2 separate regions of the Rattus norvegicus genome follow, and region 2 is linked to region 1. The links are chromatin contacts, called in public HiChIP or PLAC-seq maps. All regions are on one chromosome and are shown on one strand. Each heading gives the region's core, a stretch centred on a gene start, on an enhancer-like site or on the middle of the called end of the contact. The rest is flanking DNA. Distances are from core to core; before and after follow the strand shown.

Region 1 (5,807 bases), core at 904-3,403:
GTCATGATTTGGTAGCTGGGAGAATGGCTCAATCTATAAAATACTTATGGTGTAAACATGGGAGCCTGAGTTTGATCCCTGTAACACACATCACTTTCCTATTTAGCAAGCTCAAAGGCAACGAGAGACTCTGCCTCAAAACACAAGGCATCCATCCCTTGATAAACAACGCCCAAAGTTGGCCCCTGGCCTCTACACACTTGTAACACACATATACATTTACCTTCCCACATACATACATACATACATACATACATGTATATCTATGCACACACACAAATAATAAACACAATTAGGCTAGTTTATAAAAATTCTAGACTTTTTCTAATGTAGTAAACAAACGTCCATTGAGTACAACTTTATGAATCAGTAAGTGTGGTAGGCTTTGAGCACGCAATGGTGGGTGGGATCGATGTGACTTCCAACCACGTGGAACTTAACGAAGTTTAATGGCACCTGCCGGAGATTTTAGTGCTGAGTATGAAATGTAACAGCAATGGTAACGGCTACTATTTAGCGGCCATTTACTATTATATAACATTGAATATTTTTATGTTATTTATTAGTTGCTTTTTTAAAGGTTTTAGAAAGAAATATAAGGAATCCCAAGGTTAAAGGAAGTGAGTGAATCTGTCTAACTTCCGACGTGCTCAAATCAAGTGACAGGAGCAAGATGTCTTTCTCTAGACCCTGTACTGTATCATCGAGTGTCCGTTTAGAAGGGCACTATGGTCCAAATTTGGTGGCAAATGTCTTTAAAAACAAGCCTTTTATATAAATGCCTGTAGCAGATGCTGAATATGGCAGAGCCGTTCTTCTGGGACAGAGATAACCTTGGTCGACGTGGTACGCAGAACATTCGAGCAGATGTTTCTCTAAGACAGCTAACTAGCTTCAGATTGGTTTCTGGAATGCTTTGAACTTTGATGTATGTTTCTGTACTTTTTTTAACAGACAAAAATTGGATCAGGAAAACTGATGGGGCCCAAAGGAGTTTCTGTGGACCGCAATGGGCACATTATTGTGGTGGACAACAAGGCATGCTGCGTGTTCATCTTTCAGCCCAACGGGAAAATAGTCACCAGGTTTGGTAGCCGAGGAAACGGCGACAGGCAGTTTGCAGGTACACTTGATGGTAATATGTGAACCCCCTTCTTTTGCTCACACTTGCATGATGTTTGAGCATGTTGAAGGTGCCCAGTTCCTCAGTGTGCCCGCCATCTTTAGGAAGAATGCAGCGGGTGGAGCCAGAGCAGGGGGTGTGTCGGGGGCGGAGCCAGAACAGCAGCTGTAAGCAATGAAGATGCTTCTTATTTGTCCTGAGAAAGCTCAGTTAAAATTGCAGCCTTTAAATGGTTTCTACCGGTGGCTGCTCACACTGCAGACATTGGCTTTTTAAATATTTGTATTAAGTGAAGCAATACATCTTAAAATAAAATATTTACCACCACCACCAACAACAAAAAACCCACAAGGGTTTGAAGACCAATGAGCGACAGTTTCCCATGGCTGCAGTTTTCTTTCACAAGCCTCTGGATGGGGGTTATTTCACCTTTGTGGGTTACTGTAAGAGAGCAGGAGTGTAGAATATTTGCTAAGAGCAGCAAAGGCAGTCTTTTTTTCCTCCCATTTTGCGCTGTGCAACTTTGCAATCACACGCTTTTTTGGTTGTGCACATCTGCAAGAAAAGGCTGAGCACGGTCCATTGATTTTCCTTTCAAAGGATGCTTGGCGCGATTTCCGAGTTCAGCTGGCATCGTCTTTCTTTGTGTTCATTCTCTCCTTCTTTGTCTGGCCCAGATTCTGAACAGTCACTCAATATTATAAAATGCAGGCTTTCTGCTCAGTTTTGTTTTTTTTTTTTTTTTTTTTCAAGGAGAAAAATTATATTTTGGAACCTCTTTCCCAGAGCGAATAACAGCGATATTTTTCTTTGTAGGATTCCTTTATTTCCCTACTTAGTGGTCAGAGGGGATGGGTATGGTTTATGGAGGGCAGTGCAGAGAAGGGTTGCTGGTACTTCCTGCTCACCCTACTTTCTTAGGGCTGCCACTTTTAAGCCTTGGTGGGGTGAGGCCAGAGCAGACAGCTGAGAAACATGCTGGATCCAGTTTATCAGGAGCTAGAAGTCTGGCCGAGTGACTGTCCGTGGACTGGGGCTTGGGCTCTTTGTTCTTTCTTATTAATTAAGTCAATGTGTAGCCTTGTCCTGTGCTGCAGCAACTGCTGTGTTTGTCATTGTGTTCTCTGTCAGAGCCCTCATGTGTTTCTCCCCCCGTTTCATTGCAGGTCCCCATTTTGCAGCTGTGAATAGCAGTAATGAGATCATCATTACAGATTTCCATAATCATTCTGTCAAGGTACTATTATCACTCCAACTGTTGTTAATTCGGCATTGCTTGAACGGAGAAATTGGTCTAGTTGTAAATAAGAGACAACACTGTGCAGACACTCAGAACTGAATGGAGTAAACCTGATCTGTCTTCAGCTTCAACACAAAGGTTTTAATGTGGACTTTCATACTGGTGGATAAAATAAGATGGCCGCCAGTGTCTTAATTGGAAACGGAGATGAATGAGGATGAATGGAAAGTTTGTAAAACAGTTGCTCAGACATAAAGACAGAACTTTCTGTAACTCACTTGCCACTTCAAGTGTGTTTGTTAATAATCAACACACTAAAAATTCACTGCTTAGATCTTCTGCACCATAAGGCCTTTAAAAACCAGGTGTTAGAACTCCGCTAAGGCAACAGACTCACAGGCATGTCGGGAGTCAGTCAGTGTCCATCCACGAAGTGTATCAAATATTTATTTCTTCCAGCATTTTCTTGCACTCAGGAAAACATAGAAAATAATGGCCTTGATGGCATGGTGGTAGGAGCCTTTAATCCCAGCACTGGGAAGGTAGAGGCAGGCAGATCTGAGTTCCAGGCCAGCCTGATCTACAGAGTGAGTTCTAGGACAGTCAGGGCTACACAGAGAAACCCTCTTTCTCAAACAACAACAACAACAACAACAACAACAACAACAACAACAACAACAAGAGAATTGCTTCCTCTAACAATTCAGTGCATCTGTCTTACTTTAAGATCCCTACTTTGAGTTCTTGTTATGGGAAAACTGAGACATACAGTGATTTGATATATTTAGCGGTTGTGGGTAAAGCTTCTCCAGGAAGCATGCATGGTCTATTGACGGTATGTGGGTAGTCATGCCAGTATGCTGGCAAGTATATTCTTCTCAGGGTTGCATTTGTTTCTAGGGTTAGTTATTTGGGCTGAAGGTCAAACCCTGGTATATGTAAAGCCATGGGTTCAATTTCTGAGGGGGTGGGGTGGGGAGCGAAACAAAAAAAATGTATAATTACCTGCTTTCTGTAATTAATATTTCTGTAATTGGTATTTCAAATTATATCGCTATTCATTATAAAGGTGAGCTAAATCTTTTCTTACGCTCATTTAAAATTCCAAAGTGTATTCGCTTTAAAGGACACCTAATAAAGAAACAGCACAGCGTGGTAGGCCAACAGCCAACATTGCACTTTGAGCAGCCCAGTTAATGAGAACTTATTAGTGTTGGTAACTGGATATGCAAGTAAGGGGTCGGAATTTCGATCCCATTGATTTTTCCTCTACTAAGCTTTTTTTTCTGCTTCATTCCTCAGCCTATCATCTTCCTCTGAATAGAAGGCGAGGCTTTGACCTTTTAAAGGGAAGCTAAGTCCCCTTGCCAAAAGTAGAAAACAATGGGCGGTGGGGACAGGCAGGCTGAGGGGAAGGGATACACTGTTGCTTTTCTGTTGCTGCGCCACAGTGGCTGGTTTAGCCGTAGGAAATCAGTCAGCAGTAATCACATGCAAGCTGCTTTCTCTGGGGACACTTCTCCACTGGCAGTGTCTGTGTGAAAGGAGAGGGACACAAAGTTTATCTGAATGGGTGCATAAAGAAATGGAAAGTAGAGGGAGCAGGAAGGCCATGGTCACACTTCCGCCATCACTCGGGCGAGAGCAGACTCCTTCTTTTAACCACAGTAAGAGGAAAACAGACCCTAGCAGCAGGAGGTCAGCATGCCGGCTCCTCACTGGCCTCACCACTGACTGTTGTCGTGGGTTGCTCTTTCCATTAAGCCCCACCGGGGTCTCAAAACTTTTCCGGTCCACTAGTCCAGTGGGTAAAACAACTGGTATCAGTGTGTGGAAGGACCCCTAGTTGGCACCCACTCCTAGAAATAAAGTCCTTGTAAGTAACGAGAAAAACTCAAAGCAGATAGCAACTCCTGAAATGCACAGAAATGACAGAAGTGCATGTTTCTAGAAGGAGGAGATTTCCTGAAGGCTGGTTGATGTAACTCAGTGTTTGTCTTAGTTGCGGTTTATTGCTGTGAACAGACACCATATCCAAGACAACTCTTATAAAACAAACATTTCATTGGGGCTGGCTTACAGGTTCAGAGATTCAGTCCAGTATCATCAAGGTGAGAACATGGCAGTGTCCAGGCAGGCACGGTGCAGGAGGAGCTGGAGTTCTACATGGTGGAGGCACTCTGGAGAAGGCTGTCCTTTCTGTGCTGAGCAGGGTTTGAGCTTAGGAGCCTCAAGCCCACCCCCACAGTGACGCACTTCCTCTAACAAGACTACACAACTCCAATAAGGCAACTCCTGACAGTGCCACTTCCCATGGGCCAAGCATATTCAAACCACCGCAGTGATACAGTATGGGCTTAGCATGTTCCAGGTGCTGGGTTCAATCTGCTGCACCAACATTATTAAACAACAACTCCATACACATATAAAAAGCAAAGCTATAAAAATTATCTCAGCTCTTAGATTGTGCTCATCTAAGAAATGTATGAGTAGGTAAATGACAGGTGAGATGCAGAATAATTATTAAAGTTGTAGAAGCGATGACTTCAGGATCTAGAGATATCATTCCAACTATTTAAGCTCACTTTTCATCTTAAGGAAATCATAGCATTTGTTTTATTTTATTTTTCTCTCTGACAATGGTATGTATGGGGTTTGTGTCCCATGATACAGCAGTTAGCAGTAACTCTCAATTCAAGTAACTTCTTGCTTAGCAAATGTGAAATCTGTAAGTCAGAGTTAGTAGTCTACTATAGTTTTCTTTTAAGAAATGTTGGTATTGTTTTAGCAGTGTTTTGAGGGACAATACTCTGGGATGCTATGGTACTATAGGCTTTTCTTTCCTGTGCGTACATACTTCTGATACAATTTAATTCATAAATTCTGTATAGGAACCCGTTCTGTCAGCTTTCTGTTGCTGTGATCCAATACCAGAGAATAACAACATCAAGGAGCAAAGGTTTATCTCGGTTCATGGTCTCAGAGTTTTGGTCGTAATCACTTGCCGAGACCAAGAGAAGGAGAGACAGAGCTGGGGCCAGGTTATATATCTGCGACCTATTACTCCAGATAGGCTTAGACCACCTTCAGCTTTTGTGGCCTCCTATTGGTCCATTCAGCAATGACCCCATCAGTGAATTAATTCATCGATGAGGTCAGAGCCTTAGATCCACTCACTTCCTAGAAAGCTCAACTCTGAACACCCCAGCATTTAGGGACTGGACTTTCACACATGAGCCTATGAAGACGCACCAGATCCAAACCACAGCAGCGATGAACAGTGATGACTAATTATAAAATAGAACAATCATAACAGCAACCTGTAGTTGTGATCTGAAGCTGTGACTTACTTCTGGAACTTTCCATTCCTTTCCTGCCGCAGTTGCAGGAAACTGAGTAAAACTGCAGAAATCGCATGCCTTGTGTTTTCACCACAAGATGACT
Region 2 (5,807 bases), core at 911-3,410, 130 kb before region 1:
ATTCAATGAAAAAGTCAAGTATGGTGATGCTTGCTGGTAATTGGGAGCAGGAAATCGGACTCACTGGCCAGCCAGCCTTTCCTACGTGGCCAACTCCAAACCAATGAGAGACCTAGTCTCAAAATCAAGGTGGACAATGCTCCCGAAGACAACACCTAAGGTTGTTCTCTGCTCTGACGTCCAAACACACACACACACACACACACACACACACACACACACACACACCTGACCTCCAAACACACACACATACATCTGACCTCCAAATACACACACACACACACACATCTGACCTTCAAACACACACACACACACACACATCTGACCTCCAAACACACACACACACACACACACATCTGACCTCCAAACACACACACACACACACACACACACATATATCTGACCTCCAAACATACACACACACACACACACACACACACACACACACACAGAGCCATACGCACACCTGCCCATGTATGTGTATCTGTACACATATATAACAAATATACAAAGTGTTTCCTGTCTCTAAAAATAGAATTCCACCAGAGGTGGGAGATTAGTTTGAAAGCACTTCCTTAAGTCCATGTGACTGGCTCCTGAGAAGGCTCGTGTGTACACTGTTCGGTCTATGGTTCACATCCCGTTAACCTTTGACCTTTCTGGAAAGCTGCGAATAGAGGAGCACCCTATGTTGTCCACAAAGGGTTACACCTGCTCGTTACTACCTCGAGAGGTAAATTTTGTGAAAACCCAGAACCTGAATCCTCAGGAACGTCTTCCCATTACTTTATTACCATCCCTGCATGTATCCCAGTATGCCACCATCTTAAGGTATTTGGAACAAAAAATAAACTTCACTTCAGCTTTGTTAGGTGACGTAAGCATCTGGACTCCTCTGGTCACAACTTCCCAGCAGTGCCCAGTGCATCTTAGATAGGGACTTGGCCTCAGCCTTCCCACTGTCTTTTGAAACACTTTTTTTGTGTGTCCTGTTCAAATATTTTTCTGAAAAATTTCTCCCAGCTCTTTCTCCCTCCTCCCCATCTCCTTGGGTTGGTCTTGATTGACGTAAGAGGAGTAAGCTTCCTCAGCATCCTGGTATTTCGTGGTAATTTCCCACAATTCCAGTGTTCATTCATTAACCATTTTGACAACTCAGCCCTTTTCAACAGGCAAGCTCACAGCTTTCCCCTGCGTCTCCTCGGTCCTCTCTAATGGACCTTCTCCTTCCCGCTGAGAACTCACGTGTTCTCCGCCTGTGAGTTTCATCTGTGCTGTGCCACGGGGTTTCTGTTTTCCAAGTTTTAATTTCCAAGATGCTCTTCCTGATTTTTGAGAATGCCGGGCCTCTGTGTCATGGGTAGGTAACTTTATACTGCGAAGACCACAGAGTGGCTTCAGAGCCTTTCTCCTTGCTTTCTGTATTGTTTCTGTGTCTCTGAGTTTCCTCTGTGTTTTGTTTTGTTTTGACTTGGCCCTTTTCTTTTTCTGGATGCCTGGAGATCTACACTGGCAGACTTTGTACGGTGACCTGGCAGACAGCCAGGTTTTCTTTGAGTGACCCCCGAAAGGCTGTGTGGGAAGGATTTTTCACTAAAGGGACAATTCAGTTTCTTTGGTTCTGGTGTGAGTCAGTGGTAGAAGCTTGCCCTGCGTACTGGAGGCCCTGGTCCGCCCTTCTTCTTATTTCAGGGCAGGGAAAGGAGAGGTTTGTGAGGAGCCTTCTAGTTTGGATAGATAAAACAGATTGCTGTCTTGTCTGTCTGTCTGTCTGTCTGTCTGTCTGTTTGTTTGTTTGTTTGTTTTTGAGACACAGTTTCTCTGTATGTTCCTGGCTGTCTAGAGACTCATTTTATAAACCAGGCTGAGCCATCTCTCCGGCCTCATCTTTTCTCACACACACACACCTTTACTGTAGGGCCCGATGGATGTGTGTGACGGAGTGAGCGGTATAATATTGTGGGACCTGGGACCGTAGATACGGCAGCAGAGGGCTTGGCTTCAGATCTTGGTTCTGTTCATTACCACCCCTAAGATCTCCATCAGTTCCCTTTCAAAGCCCGAGCTGAGAACTGAAGGTGCCACCAGGCCTAGGAAGAGGAAGAGCATAGCTGGATTCTCTCCCTTTTTATTCCTTGTGGTCAGTTCTGTGTTGTAAGAATATGGCCTTTTATCCCACACAACCAGGCCAATGAAAGCACAAAGGAAAATGCACCCATGACCCTGCTGTAGAGATGTGGCCTGCTGAAGACACTCATTGTTTTCAAACTTGGCAATCAGAAAGAAAGGGGCTCTCAACAAACCAGTCATTGAGGAATAGGCCGGGACTCTAGCATGGTGAAATGACAAACTGTGACATGGCAAGGAGCCCTGAATGGAAGCTCTCTGTCACAGGGGCATCTAAATGCATCTACCCAAACAGCACAGAAACACTGTCGAAAGCCCTGCTTGTTTCCGGGGCTGACTTTGAGATGGGGTCTTTCCCAGGGGATGCCATCCCAGTTCAGCTTCAGTACTTAGAGTGAGCTGGGTCCCTCTCGGCACTTCTTGGCTCTGGGGTGAGTAGAAGACTGTGGGGTAGCGCCTGAGCCTGCATCTCATGGACACTAGGAGAGAAACCAACACAGAGATCTGCAGATAGAAATGATGAGAGGACAGCCAATCGACCCCAACAATGCTTCAGACATCAAGAAAGAGTCATTTGTGGGCTCTGCCCCTCAAAGGGGCCAGTCTTGCCGAGACCACTGAAATAAATGTTTTGCTGCCTCTGTTGTTTGGTTTCTTGAGACAGGGTCTCACTGTGGCACTCTGATTGGCCTTGAACTTGCAACAGTCCTCCTGCCTCTGTTCCCTGGATGTAGGGTTTGCAAAGGTGAGCTTCTATTGCAGGGTAAACCTGCTCTCCTGCAGATATACTGGCTGGGAACACAGACAATGGCGAAACATGTTGCTGTTGGAACAATGTGGAGCATTTAGACAAGTCTCACTTGCCATCCGTCTTGCTGCTTAGAATTCTTAAGTTTATCTACGGTGATTTTTAGAATAAGAAAATATGGTGAACATATCATTCTGAAAAGGAGACATTGTGGATGTGTAGGCACCAGAAGCACGTGAGTGGCATGCATGCCTGCGTGTGTGTGTGTGTGTGTGTGTGTGTGTGTGTGTATCTTGTGCATATATGTATGTGTTTGTCTCACTCTCTCTCTCTGTCTCTCTGTCTCTCTGTCTCTCTCTCTCTCTCTCTGTGTGTGTGTGTGTGTGTGTGTGTGTGTGTGTGTGTGTGTGTGTGTGTGTGCTGGGAGTAGACCCTGGACTTCATCAATCCTAGGCAAGCATTCTTCCACTGAGCTACACCACAGCTTTGTGAAAGGATTTTTGCTAGCATTTGTTTTTGATATTGAGTTATATATTAGGGAACTAGTAAAATGAATTATGTTACATCCATAAAAGAAGAAGCCATTCAGCCACACACACAGATACACACAGATACACACAGCCACACACAGCCACACACACACACACACACACACACACACACGATGGAAATATAGTACTAAATATTTTCGTAAGAAAAATGATCTGATATACTATTCATAAGAAGGCAAAACAATTCATTAGTAGTGTATATTATTTTATTTTAACCAAGACTGTTTTCACAATGCATTTGTCAAGAAAACAGCTGGTCTAACAGTCATTTGCCATCATTTCTATGTGACACTGTAGGTGATACTTAAATTTTCTCAAAGAACATTTGTTTCCTTTGAATTTTTTTTTTAAAGATTTATTTATTTATAAGTACACTGTAGCTGTCTTCAGACACACCAGGAGAGGGAACCAGATCTCATTACAGATGGTTGTGAGCCACCATGTGGTTGCTGGGATTTGAACTCAGGACCTCTGGAAGAGCAGTCAATGCTCCTAACCGCTGAGCCATCTCTCCAGCCCTGTTTCCTTTGAATTAAGAATGCAAAAATGGGTATATATTAGTCTTAATAATATACACATTAGATAATCGTGATGTATGTCTGCTCGCTTGCTTGCAACAGCCTAGGCTGACCTTGAATTCTAGATGCTCCTTTCTCACCACCCCAGTACTGAGAAAGACACGCACGTGCCAACACGTCCATCTTAATACTCATTGAGATTACACTGTAGGCTTTGAAATAACTCAGTGTTAGTCCTTCTATTCTTTTACTGTTGAGTGCACTGAAAAATGCAAAACATCGTTCCTTGAATGTACACATGCGATACACACTGGCTGACTGAACTGCGCTAAGGACAGGAGAGGTGGCAGGACGGCTCAGCACTCAGAAGCACTTGCTGTGCAGCCGTGAGAACTGGAGTTTGCATCCCAGCACCCACAGAACAAGCTGGGTGTTCCGTGCACGCCTGTGACCCCAGCTCTAAGGAAGGAAAACTGGAAGACTGTGTGGGTTTGCTGGCTTCCAGCCTAGCTGGTGAAGCAGATTCAGGAAGAGCCTCAGAGCAATAAGTGAAAGTGAAATAAGACACTTAACACCCTTTTCCAGTCACCATATACATGCACAGGTATGAGGGCATGCACAAACATATGCATAGCATACACACACATACACACACGCACACACACATGCATAGCATACACACACATGCACACTTCTTGAAAGCATTATTTTTCCCCTCCGCTCCAATGTAGAACTAGTTAAAAGTTCTTCAGGAGAACTTTACCGCTCCAGACCCTGCAGTGGTCGAAGAACCTCAGCCTCTTTACAAGGCAAATGTGTATTGAGAAGAGGTTGCCATTAGGACCCAGCGCAGGCTGATGTGACCAGGTGGCTGTTGAGAGAAACCTACCCCACTGACCCGCCTGCTTCAGATGAATACTTGTACACTACACACCTAACACGTACCCTGTTTGTTTACCCACTGAGCCCTGGGAAACCACAGGATGGACTGTCAGGTCCTCCAATGAAAACTACATTAGGCTCTGCTTACCACAACTGACCTGGCAAGTCAAGTTTGGTTTAATTCCATTTGTCTCTTTGGGGTAGAGTTTTGTTGTGACCACATGTGGCTGCTCTAATTTTCTCCTGGTTCTACTTCTTGGTGATTTTCAACCTGTGATTTTCCTTGCATGATTTAAGTTTTATAAAGCATATGGTTATATTTCTATGTGCATAGTGAAATGTGAATATATCTGAATTCATGGAATGTTCTGTGTGATTTCTAGACCATAAGATTTATGAGGATTTTTTCTAAATTTATGCACTTGCACCTGTGTGTATGCACACACGTGCAGGAGCATGCTTGCCTGTGCACACGTAGGTATGCACGTTAGTAAAGTTGCCAAAGAGACCAGAGAGGGCTTCAGATCTCTGGAACTGAAGTTACGGGCAACTGTGAGCTATGTGATGTGGGTGCTGGGACCCACACCCAGATCCTCTGAAAGAACAGCAAACCCCTAAACCATTGAGCCATCTCTCCAGATCCTGTTTGTAAAGATTTTACTGCTGAAGGAATCCCGATGTCCTCCACTGTCACTACCCTGAACGCTCTTTCCAGCTCCCAGACAGCATACTCGGGATCCTCATTGGACTTTTCAGTGATGTTTGAATGTCTATACATGGCATTCATCCATGCCTGGACAGAACTATTCACATTTGTCACTATTGCTGTATACTAACTCCGTGTCCCTCCAGAATGGCCCATCCACACCATCAAGGACACCCTGACTTCATCTGCATCTGCAGATCACAAGTGTGCTATGGGGCTGTCCGCGGAGGGACCCACAGTACCTACAGCTAGTCAGGGGATGGCACATTTCCAGC

Evidence for each region. HiChIP or PLAC-seq counts read pairs in DNA pulled down with a chosen protein or histone mark.
Region 2: a contact with region 1 is called in an H3K27ac HiChIP or PLAC-seq map of oligodendrocytes, with 7 times the contacts expected there. The contact joins two enhancer-like sites. A contact is called at or near these places in 3 of 12 Hi-C or Micro-C datasets (hepatocytes, kidney and liver) and 1 of 1 datasets of contacts at active chromatin or transcription factors (oligodendrocytes).

The regions. Positions count from the first base shown.
Region 1 is chr2:171,807,702-171,813,508 of GRCr8, reverse strand. It overlaps Trim2 (tripartite motif-containing 2), which reads left to right. Exons shown (of 12, transcript NM_001108552.2): 9 at 955-1,123; 10 at 2,290-2,360. Among named protein-coding and RNA genes, the nearest start is that of Mnd1, 17 kb to the right of the region's middle. Within about 2 kb of position 2,153, at least 19 of the 93 cell types and tissues checked have an H3K27ac peak or open chromatin away from gene starts, as enhancers often do.
Region 2 is chr2:171,936,079-171,941,885 of GRCr8, reverse strand. It overlaps a transcript of Trim2 not described here. Among named protein-coding and RNA genes, the nearest start is that of Trim2, 77 kb to the right of the region's middle. Within about 2 kb of position 2,160, at least 43 of the 93 cell types and tissues checked have an H3K27ac peak or open chromatin away from gene starts, as enhancers often do.